Linked DNA regions of Zea mays: all the other regions are linked to region 1. Evidence: chromatin contacts called from public Hi-C data. All regions are on one chromosome and are shown on one strand. The core of a region is the stretch at or near the end of the contact, and the rest is flanking DNA. Distances in the headings are between cores, read along the strand shown. Region 1 holds the start of LOC100279936. Region 2 holds the start of LOC100192728. Region 3 holds the start of LOC100286091.

Region 1 (4,011 bases), core at 788-3,287:
ATTATTATTTTGTTCCGTCATCATAAAAGAGAGAGCGAACAAACGAATTGAAATCGACAGGCATTCGCATCCAAGAATTGACTTGGCAGAGCTTGCGGTTGCAAACGATGCCTTTGGGTTCTTGCTGCCTTGGTGTCTCGTTCCGTTGGGTCCATGCCTTTCCTTGGAGTGCTGCAAGCCTGCAACCAGTGTCGTTCGAGACAAAGTATTTTTCCCCTCATCTACTGAAATAAATAAATAAATCCAGGTACATAGAAGTCGAGGCCTCTAATCCTGCAAAAGAAAAAAAAAGGATTGCCTCCATGGCTCATGTGTGTTGCTGCTGGAACGCTGGACTCCAGCCAGAAGCTGTTGCATCGGCAGGCAGAGAGAATCCGAGATCCCTGCCGGTTGCTTCTCATCCTGGGCCGCCGGCGCCGGGAGTAGAAATAGAATCCAGGGCGCAACAGGCGCCGGGCCCACAAGGAATCTCTGCAGATACAACCTTCCGTGCAAATTTGGAGTCTGAGGCCCTGTTTGGGAATAAAGTTTTTAAAACTACAGTTTTTGAAATACTATACTATACTTTAGTTATGACAATACCGTAGTTTATAATACCGCAGTTTTGAAAACTGAGGTCCAGAGCTAAGTTTAGAATGCCTTAAAACAACTATAGTATTTGCAATACTTCAGTTTTGAAAACAGAGACTTTACCCAGCTTGCCAAACACCATTATGTATATAATACTGCAGTATTTGAGAATACTGCAGTATTCTTCCAAAACTGCAGAAAAACTTTGTTCCCAAACACCCCCTGAGACTGCAACATCAACAGCAGCTCGAGCAACCCAACCCAACCCAACCCATGTAGCTGTTGTGTTCATCCTGCCAAGCGCACAATAATAATAATAATAATAATAATAATAATAATAATAATAATAATAATAATAATAATAATAATAATAATAATAATAATAAGAAAAGAAATAATCATTTGTGTCAAAGTCACGTGACAATGGCTTGTTAACCCCTGCGAGCGGCTGGATTCTCTCTCTGCAGCAGCGACATTTGCTTAGCGTGCATGCAATCCAAGGCACAATCAATCATGGCGCATTTTCTTCCCCGCAAAAATAAATAATTTTTTATTTTTGGCGCCGAGATACTTTGCGTCCGGACCGATCTGTGCGTATCTCAGCTCAGCAGCCAGCAATGATCGTGCTCTTGATTCTTTTCCCTCCATCTTTCTTAATGCCCCCACTTGGTCGCACGGCCGGGCGGGCCTCTGCGATGCCATGTGTTGTTTATTTGTTTGTTCGAGAAGAAGCTAGAGTGCTGTGATGTATGTGGCGGGCCTCAAAATGGAATTCAGGAACAGGAGAAGGAAAAAATAAAAACTGGACAGGTAGTGAAGCAAAGCAGAGGTGAGAGACGACGATTTTCCGGCCTGGTGTCAAAAGAGAACAGATCTTCCAGTTTTTTTTCAAAAAAAAAAAGGAAAAAGCTTTCGGTTTTCAATGAAAAAAAAGGGGAAAATCAGAGGACTCCATGCACAAAGACACTACTACTATTGGCCGTTCGCGTAGTGACTAGTGACCCACTAAGTCTAACGGCACCTTGGAGGTAGTGATTGGGCGTCATTTTCTGCTGCTCCTGTTGCCGGATCATGCGTATGCACCAGACCAATATAGATTATAGATCCATGAAGAAACGATCATTGCAACAATGATTCTGAAAATCTTTGCATCCATCTCTGAAAAAAAAGCAGCAGTGCCTGGAGTGGAGTGGAGTGGAGTGGAAGGGATAGCCAACTATCTGTATATATCGCTCAAATTGAATTTTTAGTCGTATAATTAACCACCCATCAGCGTTCCACTCGCGTAGAAGTAACAGCGCTCGCAGCTCGGTCCGGGTACGTCGCCAATGCCGTTGCGTGGCGGATTCACTCTCTCTCTCCCCCCGGCCCCCTCCTCCGCCCATCCAACCACCATATAACAACCTAGTAGCCGCCAACGCCACACCACCAGTAGTCCTACTGGTCCTTGACGTCCGTGGCCACTCAGGTTGTGTTCTCTGAGTTCTTTCGCCGGGGCCGGGGCGGAAGCGGAGTGCGCGGTCGAGGAAGGCCTAGGCCTTAGCGGTCGGATCGATCGGCGCCGTGCTTGACTGCCTGTACATGAGGAGCGGCTGCGGCGGCGGCGGAGGGAGACAACCTGGGGAAGGAGGCGGGGGAGGCGCTGGGGCTGCTGGGCTGCGTCAATGAGGTGGTGGCGGCGGTGGCAGCCACGTGGGGGCCCATGACCGACGGCGCGCGCGTCGAGACGGCGCCCAGGCTCGCCCAATGGCGCGTCGACCCGCTCCCCTGCTACACCTACCGCAAGTCACTCCCCTTCCTCATCGGCCTCTGGAACTGGTCCGTCCCTGATTGCTCCCCTCCCTCTCTCCATCTCTGCAGATTATTAGTAGTAGTATTAGTAACTTCCTGTTCAGAAAGTCTCTACTTTGCTACTTGATTCTCATGCCGGGCAGGGTGAAAAAACTTCGACTTTGGTAGTAGTGATTTGTTACAAGTGCTCCTGGTTTGTTTGTGTGTGAATGAACCATGTGCTTCTGAATCCTGGATGGATGTTGTTTCATCAGTTTGAGGTTTGTGGAGGTAGTTTGCTCAAGTTCATGTATCGCTAGTTAGTCTCGGTTGTTGTTTCTTTTTTTTCCTTTTCATTTCAGATATTAATTCTGTTTTGATGCGTGGTAGCTGTACTGTACTGAACTTCCATCAGAATATGGTTCTTTGTCCGAGGTTGCGGGAAAAAAAAGAAATTTGGCAGTACAGCGTCATGTCTGAATTTTGATCCCTTTGGCAACCAGTGTAATACATTCTGGTTTGCTACCTACTTCACTAATTTTGGTTGTATCCTCCTATGTAGCTAAATTTATAATTTCAACCTAAACTATATCTAGCTTCTCGTTAGTTATAGGTGGATACCTTTCCTCACCAAACTATATATGTAGTCAGGATTTTCTCTCAACCAAATTTGGTGTGTGAGGAGGGAAACGTGAATGCTTTGCTTTGAAACAAAGATGTTTCAGACAAAGCTTCACTTTCTTGAACCTTCACACCTTCACTTCTGATATTTTGTCCCCCCTGCTATTACCAAGAAAAATCTCATTGACGCAATTGAAACCATCAGCAGTTCTTTTTAGCATCAGTGCAAGAGAGAACTGATGTCATGTTGCCATGGGCTAACCTAAGTTTTTTTTTTTCTGAAATGTGAAGGTGCATATCTGTGGAGAGAAATAACAAGCAAACCTGTGTTAAGCTCTTTGCAGAGAATACAAGTTCTCTCAAGAACGGTTCCTCAGCCCCAATAGCTTCCTTTATCGCCAAACTTATTGTATCTCTTCCACCTAATCAGCAGACCATAGTCCACCCAGGTAAGTTACTTCTACTAATTAACTTGTTCGACAAAAAAAATTGTCTTCTACGAAAAACTACTGTCTTCTTGTAATCTCAACGAACATTATTTTGGCAAGTACAGAAAATGGGGACATGTTTGAATTCTCGGTGTGTACGTTAGACATCATGAAAAATGAAAGGAAACCTGTAGTTTATTTGATCTGGCTACAAGAATACATGCAGAATTTTAGTAGTAAAAATTAGGTTACGAAACAAAATGTTATAGCTCTGAATATATGAATGACCCGTAGGCACAGAGCAAGTCTGCAAGTGGGAGTGAACGACTAATTTCTATCTAACAGGTGGTTTACACGTATGCAGGAATTTTTGACAAACAGCTGAAATACGACGGTTTTGTGTGGACAATCGATAGCACCGTCACTGGGAGGTTTGTGATTGAGATAGAGTTTCTTGACCTGAAGGTCGCTGATCCGTCTGTAAGCACTGTCTCTCTGTCTTGTTGTGTTTTTTTTGTCAATGGTTGGTACAACAACAATTAGTGAGTAGTAGGGTACGTGGATTACTGCCCTTGATGACTCACCTGGAAATAATATGCATGTACAGAAACCTTGTCCACCT
Region 2 (4,011 bases), core at 1,065-3,564, 180 kb after region 1:
CATGTTCGGTGTAAAGCCGTCGGCGACGCACCTCGATCACCGTGCCAACCAGACTAAAAGTAGATTCTGAAAACTGACATCTAATTGATTGACGGTATCACTATCAAGGTATGGAAACAACTCAGATTGGGCATTAGTAGGCCAGGAAGAAAGTAGACTGAATATTAGTAGTACCATTCCGAGATCTCCTACCACCGCCGTACTGAGAAGCATATACCTGAGTACCAACATCATCTTCACCATATATGTCATCCTAGGCAGATTTGTTCTTATCTTCAGTTGTGGATGATGGTTGATGTACCCGTAAGCGTACATCACCAAGCTTTTGATTCATAAACCTGAAAAAGTTTAGTCAACCCTTTCCTTGCATACTGAGAAACTCTAGAATAATTTGTACCATCAAAACTTGATAGGCGCAATAAACCTTTATGAAAACCTCTCATCTTACCTCTAGGATGCAGTATGAAAGCAAAAGCATATTGTCGAGTACAATAATTAGGGGCACCCAGATTACCCCTAAAACGCGCTTAAAAACTCAAGGATGTCGTCGAGGTACGTTCCCCAAGGTCGAAAGGATCAAACTCCGCCTCGCCCGAGGTCCCCCTTCAGGTGCATTCCAGAACCTCCGCCTCGCCCTGGCCTGATCTCAGACATGGTGTGAGCTCGGGAGAATCTTCGCCTCGCCCGAGGCCCCCTTACCCCCGGGCAACCATGTTCGCCTCGATCGAGCCCGTCTCAGGCGATAAGGATAAGGTCTGCGGCTAGGCACGACTGAAGACCGCTAAGGACAGCCGCATTCAATGCGTGTACCTACCCACACAGGGTTGTAAGCGTACAATGACGATGAGATTATGATATTGTCAAAGATTCACTGCCATGATTACACATGTGTCACTGCACACGCACGCTGTCTACACGCCCCTGGCAGGACACGTAATACGATAGGAGCACATACCAGCCCTTGGGCGCACACTCCGTCTCGCCCGACACTGAGCTCGCCCTCGGGTACAAACTCCGCCTCGCCTGAGCCCGGCCTCGGCTGCTTGCTCCCCTGCGAATCCCGTAGGAAGCCACTCCGTCGACTATGGCACACGTCATTGAATCCTAGGGAAGGCTCGGTCATGACCTCGGGTAGACTTCCATCTCGTCCGAGCTCGGCTCTATCCTCGATATTTGTGACAGAGGATGTCCCCAACGTCACCAGATACAGTGGGACTCTCACACCTCTTAAGCAGCTTTTTTCCTATACCTAACCCTGTGTCAATCACTACGGTATGGATGACCCCTACTAGGGGGGCTCGGGAACGTGACATAACCCTCAGCTTCGACCTCGGCTCTCAACAGAAAACAAGCAGACATAAGACAATAGCACAGTACAAGACCATACTCTCTCCATGATACCAAAGACACGGAGGCGGAGAGGGAGAGTAGACCACGAACCGAGAGCGAGAGTGGACGGGTGGGGTGGAGGGACAAGGGCGAAGGGTTATGCGATGCACGCGTAGTCTGTAGTCGTGCTAGCAGTTGGAACGGACCGTGCCGTGCTAAACACGACGTGCCGATTTAGGGGGCGTTCGGTTATCTGGGAACGGTGGCTGAAAACAATTCCGAGCCATATTGCTTTTTTAATCTATGTAAGTTTTGGTCAACCTAAAAAATTCCAAGTCCATTCCGGAAGAAACGAACAGGGCCTTAGCGGGCCGAACACGGCCGACCGTGGTGGCGGATGGCCATGCACGGATCAACACGGATCAGGTCGGATTGGTACTGGTTAAAATCGTGACGGGCGTGTGGTCGAACGGACGGACATCTATACACAGGATGCTGTTGCTGTGTAGATTTTGGCATTTACCGGTTCCGTGCTCGCCACCCTCCATCGGGAATGGTGCTGCTGGTCTTGGCGCTGGCGTGGGTGGGAACTACTAGTAGCTAACCCTAGACCCTAGCCAGGACTGGGGACTCGCGATCCTACTAGCTTCACATTTTTTCCCCCCACCTTTTGATGCCACCCAACATGTATATTTTTCCTGATAATGTTTTTGGCTGCTGCTGGCCATCTCGAAGGGAGAGAAATGGGGAGAGAGAGAGACAGCGAGAGCTTGAAGTGACCATGTACTTTGCTTGACATGATTGGGCCTCCTCCCTCCTAGGACAAGAGGTCACAGTCACAGCCGCAGCCGCAGGAGGCGGAGGGAACAGGGAGGGGATAGATTACACCCATCCCATTCAATGGCTTGAGAGGGAAAGGCAGCAGGCAGCGAGCCCGTTTTTAAAAATCCAAATCCACCTCCACTGCTCCAGTCCAGGCTCTCTTGCCTCTCTCACTGCCATTCCTGTCCTTGAAGCTGAGGCATCCGGGGGAGCCAAGAACACCCGTCGCCCGCTTCCGAGATGAGGCTGGATCCTTGAAGCCCGCTGGCCGCCTTCGCCGTTCGCCGTTCGCCTCCGGTGAGTTCGAGTTCCCCCTTTGACTGGCCGGTCTCTTGAAGCTTCAGTTTCCGTTGCGTATTGCTTTTTTTTTGGTTCCTGATGAGTCTAGACTCTAGAGCAGCGTCCCATCTTCAGATTGCTTGCTGTACTCTTTCGTGCTCCACTACTAGTTTTCTGAATGATACGCGGTACATTCTTTGTTTTGTTTCTCCGATTTATTATTCTTTTTTTTGGATTCTAATAAATCTCTGCTATTTGCTTGCTTCCCCTCTCGCCCAATGTCTGATAGGGAAGGAAATGAGGTGAGCCAGGTCGCGCGGCACTTTCCAGCAAGCTTCCGAAGCCTTGTGATTCGGCTGTAGCAGGCTTCTAGCCATGGAGGACGAGCGAAAAGCTCCGAGCTTTCTCGATGCGCCGCCCAAGGATATCCCAATCGCCACCGCCAAGCCGCTCACCATCCGGACCAGCGCCGCCGCGTCCGGATGCGGCGGCTCCGACCGCTCCTGCCCCATCTTGCCGGCCATCTCCATCACGCCGCACCTCTACTCGCCGTCGCCGCCGTCGTCCGCGTTCGTGTCCGCGCTGCAGTCCCCGTACATCTCGCCCCGGGTTCTCGACCCGCCGCCTCCTCCTCCTCCTCCGCCGGAGCCGGCGCCTCAGCCGCGCCAGGAAGTCAGGACCACCGCCGGCGCCAGCGCCAGCACCACCGCGGCGCCGTCGCCGACGTCGTGCTCCAACGGCTCCCACTCGGAGGATATCGACGCGTCCCGCACGCCGCCGTCCGAGCGCTACGACTACAGCGGCGTCGACGCGGCCAAGATTTCCGACGGCAGCGGCTGCGGCGGCGGCGGCGGCGCTGGGCTCCTGCCGCCGCGCGCGTCGTTCTCGTTCCCCGTGCCGCGGGTGTCCTTCACCAGGGGCTCGGTCGCGTCGCCGTCCTCCAACGCCAAGCTCCGCAGCTGCGACGTGTACATCGGCTACCACGGCAGCGGCGGCCTCTCCAGGTTCTGCAAGTGGCTCAAGTCGGAGCTCGAGTTGCAGGGCATCGCCTCGTTCGTCGCCGACCGCGCCAAGTACTCGGATTCGCAGAGCCATGAGGTTGCCGACCGGATTATTTGCTCCGTCGCGTTTGGCGTCGTGGTGGCCACCGTGTCGAGCTTTCTCAACCCGTTCAGCCTCGAGGAGATCAGATTCTTCGCTCAGAAGAAGAACCTGGTGCCCATACTGTTCGACACCGAGCCGGCAGAGATCGCCGGGCTTTTCGATGGTAGACTGGAGGATAAGGAAGCGAAGGAGGCGTTCGAAGGGCTGATGCGGTGCCACGAATTCAAGCTCGAGGCGAACGAGAGCGATTCAAGAGGCTGTGTGTCGAGGACAGTCACACTGCTTCGGTCCAAGCTTGGGCGGAAGAACATCGCCGAGAAGGAGAGCGAAGCCTCTGATGGCCTGCCTTTTCCGCGCAACCGGCATTTTGTGGGAAGGGAGAAGGAGCTGAGCGAGATCGAAGGCATGCTCTTTGGTTCGACCGCCGCGGGTATCCAGGAAGTGGATTGCCCGAGGGCTTCCAGTACAAATGAGAGA
Region 3 (4,011 bases), core at 552-3,051, 140 kb after region 1:
AATTACTCAAATTTTTGGTGGACTTATTCTAGTGTTCGTTTACTAGTACTAGTAGAAGCTCTTAGGGGAGGCTGGTTCTAGTGCAGGTGGTTTTGATCGATGGGATGTTAGCGGCTGGGCGATGACACGCACGCGTCCGACTGACGTCGTCTCGGCACACCATGCTTGCACGCTGCATCACCATCCGGATCGGAGCAGGCAGCAGAGGTTAGTGTCAGGAAGGAGGAGTAGGTTATATTATCATCTCGGGCCCCGATCGAGTGAGTGGCACGTAATGCGCTACTACTATTATGTTTATGTTATCCTCCTGAGGTGGTCTCTCTGAGGATATGCATGCATGTCTCCATGGGTAGGGTACGGGCGACGACGACTGTGATTCTTTGCTTCCACCTCCTGCCCTCCGTGCCGGGCTGGCGGACGAGACGACAACGACACGCCCGCCATCCCGACCGACCGAGGAGGCTTATCTCCCCGCAGACTACAGTGCAAGCCCATCCCTTCCCCTACCCGACGACGCGCCAATCATGGCCTCGCCGCCGGCCGCCACTCTCCGTCACTCATGGATCGACACCTAACCGCCTCGGTCACTCATGGATGATCGACACCTAATATAACCGCCTCGGTCCATGCATGGACGACGCTGTCGTCGTCAATTTTAGTTACAGCTGCACGCATGATGTTGCATTGCATTCCAGTTGTTGCAGTACATCGCCGGATGTTCAACTCAACACACACAGTGCAAGTACAAAAAAAAAAAGAACAAGAACCATGCATTATTAATTGACGACGGCAGCGGACAGCGGCGGGCAGGCAGTTGAAAGATGACAGAGACGACGAGCGAATGATATATGATCTTGGTCGTCGGATCATCATCACATCAGACGACGCGGCGGCAGATGGTGACGCCGTCGGCGATGGCGAGCTGGCAGACCTCGACGCGGGGATCCTGAGAAAGCCGGACGTTGAGTTCCCTGATGGCGGCGGAGAACCTGCGGTCGAGGTCGCTGAGCGGCGCGTCGGGGGGAAGCGCCACAGTACCGGCCCACAGCGTGTTGTCGTACACGACGGTACCCCCGACGCGCACCAGGCGGAGCAGCTGCTCGTGGTACCGGACGTAGTTAGGCTTGTCGGCGTCGACGAAGGCGAAGTCGAAGGCGCCGTGGTTGGCCGGGTCGGCGAGGAGCTCGTCCAGCTGCTCCAGCGCCGGGCCCTCCCGGAAGTCCACCTTGCCCGCCACCCCGGCGCGCTCGATGAAGGGGCGGCCGATGTCGTAGTACTCGCGGCTCACGTCGAATGCGATGACCTTGCCGTCGGCGGGCAGCGCCAGAGCCGTCGCCAGCAGCGAGTAGCCCGTGAACACGCCCACCTCCAGCGTCCGCCGCGCGCCGCTCAGCTTGATCAGCATCCGCAGCAGCGACGCCTCGTCCGGGGACGACTGCATGAACCCCCACTCGTGCTTGTCGGTCACCAGCCGCAGCTCACGCATGCTCTCCGGCTCGTGCGGCAGCACCGACGTGTCCAGCACGTACTGTTGTTGTTCATCCCACAAATTAACGACGAGATTAGATTAGATTAGATTAGCGGCAGGCAGGCAGGCATATGCATGCATGAATACGGACGGACCTTGTAGAGGGCCTCGCTCTTGAGCAGCGTCTTGTTGCTGCTGTCGATGCCGCTGTGGACCTGCGCGATGGTGGTGTCGTCGCCGCCGGCAGCCATGGTCGATCTGTTCGTCTCGGTGCGGGTGCGGTGCAAGGTGGTGGTGCTAGCTGTGGCTCGCGGCGCTGCTTGTGGCTTCGTTCGTTCGGCCATCTGCTGCTGCTGTATTTAAATATGACGAGCAGAGGGTAGGTGACAGCGGCACTAGCGTTTGCTTGATTGCTCTTTTATTTATTTTTTTTCGTTTTTAATAAAGCAAAGCAAACTGCCGTAGACTTTACGCGCCGGAGGCACTCACCAACTTAACCCCCCTGGGACGGAAAATTGAGTTGGATTCCATGGAGCCCGTTGATGCCTGAATAACTGAACCTGCCCTGAACCTTCCGCCAACGGAACGGAACGGAACGGAACGGAACGCCACCTGCCGCGTCGGGGCCCGTCGTCGTGCGCTGGTTTGGTTGGGTTGGGTTGGGCGCACGACTTCATAATATAATTTCACCAATCGCATGTTAGTCGTTTGCTGTCTGCCACCGGCCGGGCGGTGATGGATGATGGCTGACGACACGTCTGGAGCTCGCGTTAGTTTTTTTTTTCTTTTCTTTTCTCCTGGGTTCAACTACTACATGGCGAACCACCGTCCCGTCGTGGGTGGGTGTGTACAGTCTGTACATACGGCGATATCTGTCACAGGGAACCATATTATAACGAATATTGTACCACCGTTTGTGAACTTGTAGCACGTTGTTAGTTTCATATATTATAACCTTTGGTTCCCTTAGTCACCCTTCTATATTTTAGTTTCACTTGTCTTTTTAATTTCTTGCGATTTTGCTTCTTCCCAAGCTCTCTCTGTTCACTTGTGTTGTTAGCTTCTTTATGCATGGAGGAGTACAAGAAAGTAAGTGGTTTCGACAATGCCTAAAAAAATTTGGGACACATTGAAGATAGCTCGCGAGGAGATTATGAGACACTAAATTACTCTAGGAGATTATGAATGTAATGCTTTGTAATCCTTTCATTTTTGAAGAAATTGGAAATTTACTTAATAGAGTAGGTTATTTAGTTTGATATATGTCAATCCTAAATTTATAGGACGATGGGCGAAAATTGATTTTATGTATCAATAGGTTATGATTCTACTGCGCAACTCATAACACGCTTCCCGACTCGCTTCTCTATAGTAAAAATATAGCATATAAACAACTCCCACATAAGACCAACACCATTATACAAATAATTTTTGTATAAAAAAAATATTAGCTTAATTGATTTATGCCTAAATTAGGTTATTAGAATGAAATTCAATTCCAAGAATCCAAACGGAACCCTAAAGACTTTTTCTCTAAAACTATGGCTTGTCTTTCAACAAACTTTGCAAATTATAAGCATGAGCACAATACTTTTAAGACGAGGGTGTATACATACAACTCAAAGTAGGATCTTACAAACATAGACACTTTAGGGCTTTTCGGTTAGCTCTTAATCCGTGTGAATTGAGTGGGACTGGATCGGTTTGAATCCCAAATAAGTCAAAATTCTTCTTAATTTTTTCCAATCTCATTCAATTCATGTGTATTGTGAATAACCAAACAAGGCCTTAATGTGGTGTAGTTGTTCCAAACCAGGGAACATAAATGAACACAGGATCTGTCGACCTGACGCTCCCAACTCCAAAAGTGAAAAAAGAAAACAGAACGAAGGAAAGGAAAACAGATCTTTATTGAAAGCATCATGCAACAACAAACGGATCGGATGGAGAACTGGTCGACGGAACATCCACACGCGAGCCATGCATGCATGCCCTGGGCACGCACTGACTCCATCAGACGAGGCGGCGGCAAATGGTGACGCCGTCGGCGATGGCGAGCTGACAGACCTCAACGCGCTCGTCCGCGGAGAGGCGAACGTTGAGGTCCCTGATGGCGGCCGAGAACCTCCTGTCGATGTCCGACATGGGCGTCTCCGGTGGCATGGCCACGGTCCCGCACCAGAGCGTGTTGTCGTACACGATGGTGCCGCCGACGCGCACCAGGCGGAGCAGCTGCTCGTGGTAATTGACGTAGTTGGGCTTGTCGGCGTCGACGAAGGCGAAGTCGAAGGCGCCGAGGTTGGCCTCGTCGGCGAGGAGCTCGTCCAGGTTGCCCAGCGCGGGGCCCTCGCGGAAGTCGACCTTGCCCGCCACGCCGGCGCGCTCGATGAAGGGGCGGCCGATGTCGTAGTAGTCGCGGTTCACGTCGAAGGCGATGACCTTGCCGTCGTCGGGGAGCGCCAGCGCCGTGGCCAGCAGCGAGTAGCCCGTGTACACGCCCACCTCCAGGGTGCGGCGGGCGCCGGTGAGCTTGATCAGCATCC

Evidence for each region. A called contact is a pair of places that touch in the nucleus more often than the background predicts.
Region 2: a contact with region 1 is called in a Hi-C map of leaf mesophyll, with 1.8 times the contacts expected there. The contact joins the promoter of LOC100192728 here to the promoter of LOC100279936 in region 1. A contact is called at or near these places in 3 of 25 Hi-C or Micro-C datasets (ear, leaf mesophyll and tassel).
Region 3: a contact with region 1 is called in a Hi-C map of root tip, with 2.5 times the contacts expected there. The contact joins the promoter of LOC100286091 here to the promoter of LOC100279936 in region 1. A contact is called at or near these places in 10 of 25 Hi-C or Micro-C datasets (bundle sheath, ear, endosperm and 6 more).

What each region holds. Positions count from the first base shown.
Region 1 is chr4:204,049,271-204,053,281 of Zm-B73-REFERENCE-NAM-5.0, forward strand. LOC100279936 reads left to right here and starts at 2,038. Exons shown (of 4, transcript NM_001156717.2): 1 at 2,038-2,388; 2 at 3,253-3,410; 3 at 3,754-3,869. The coding sequence starts at 2,273.
Region 2 is chr4:204,230,543-204,234,553 of Zm-B73-REFERENCE-NAM-5.0, forward strand. It overlaps LOC100192728, which reads left to right and starts at 2,315. Exons shown (of 2, transcript NM_001317180.1): 1 at 2,315-2,448; 2 at 2,720-4,011. The coding sequence starts at 2,806.
Region 3 is chr4:204,194,375-204,198,385 of Zm-B73-REFERENCE-NAM-5.0, forward strand. LOC100286091 reads right to left here and starts at 1,802. Exons shown (of 2, transcript NM_001158979.2): 1 at 1,624-1,802; 2 at 601-1,528. The coding sequence starts at 1,719. The coding sequence ends at 878. LOC100286151 (caffeoyl-CoA O-methyltransferase 1) reads right to left here. Exons shown (of 2, transcript NM_001159039.2): 2 at 3,177-4,011. The coding sequence ends at 3,482. It also overlaps a transcript of LOC100279612 not described here.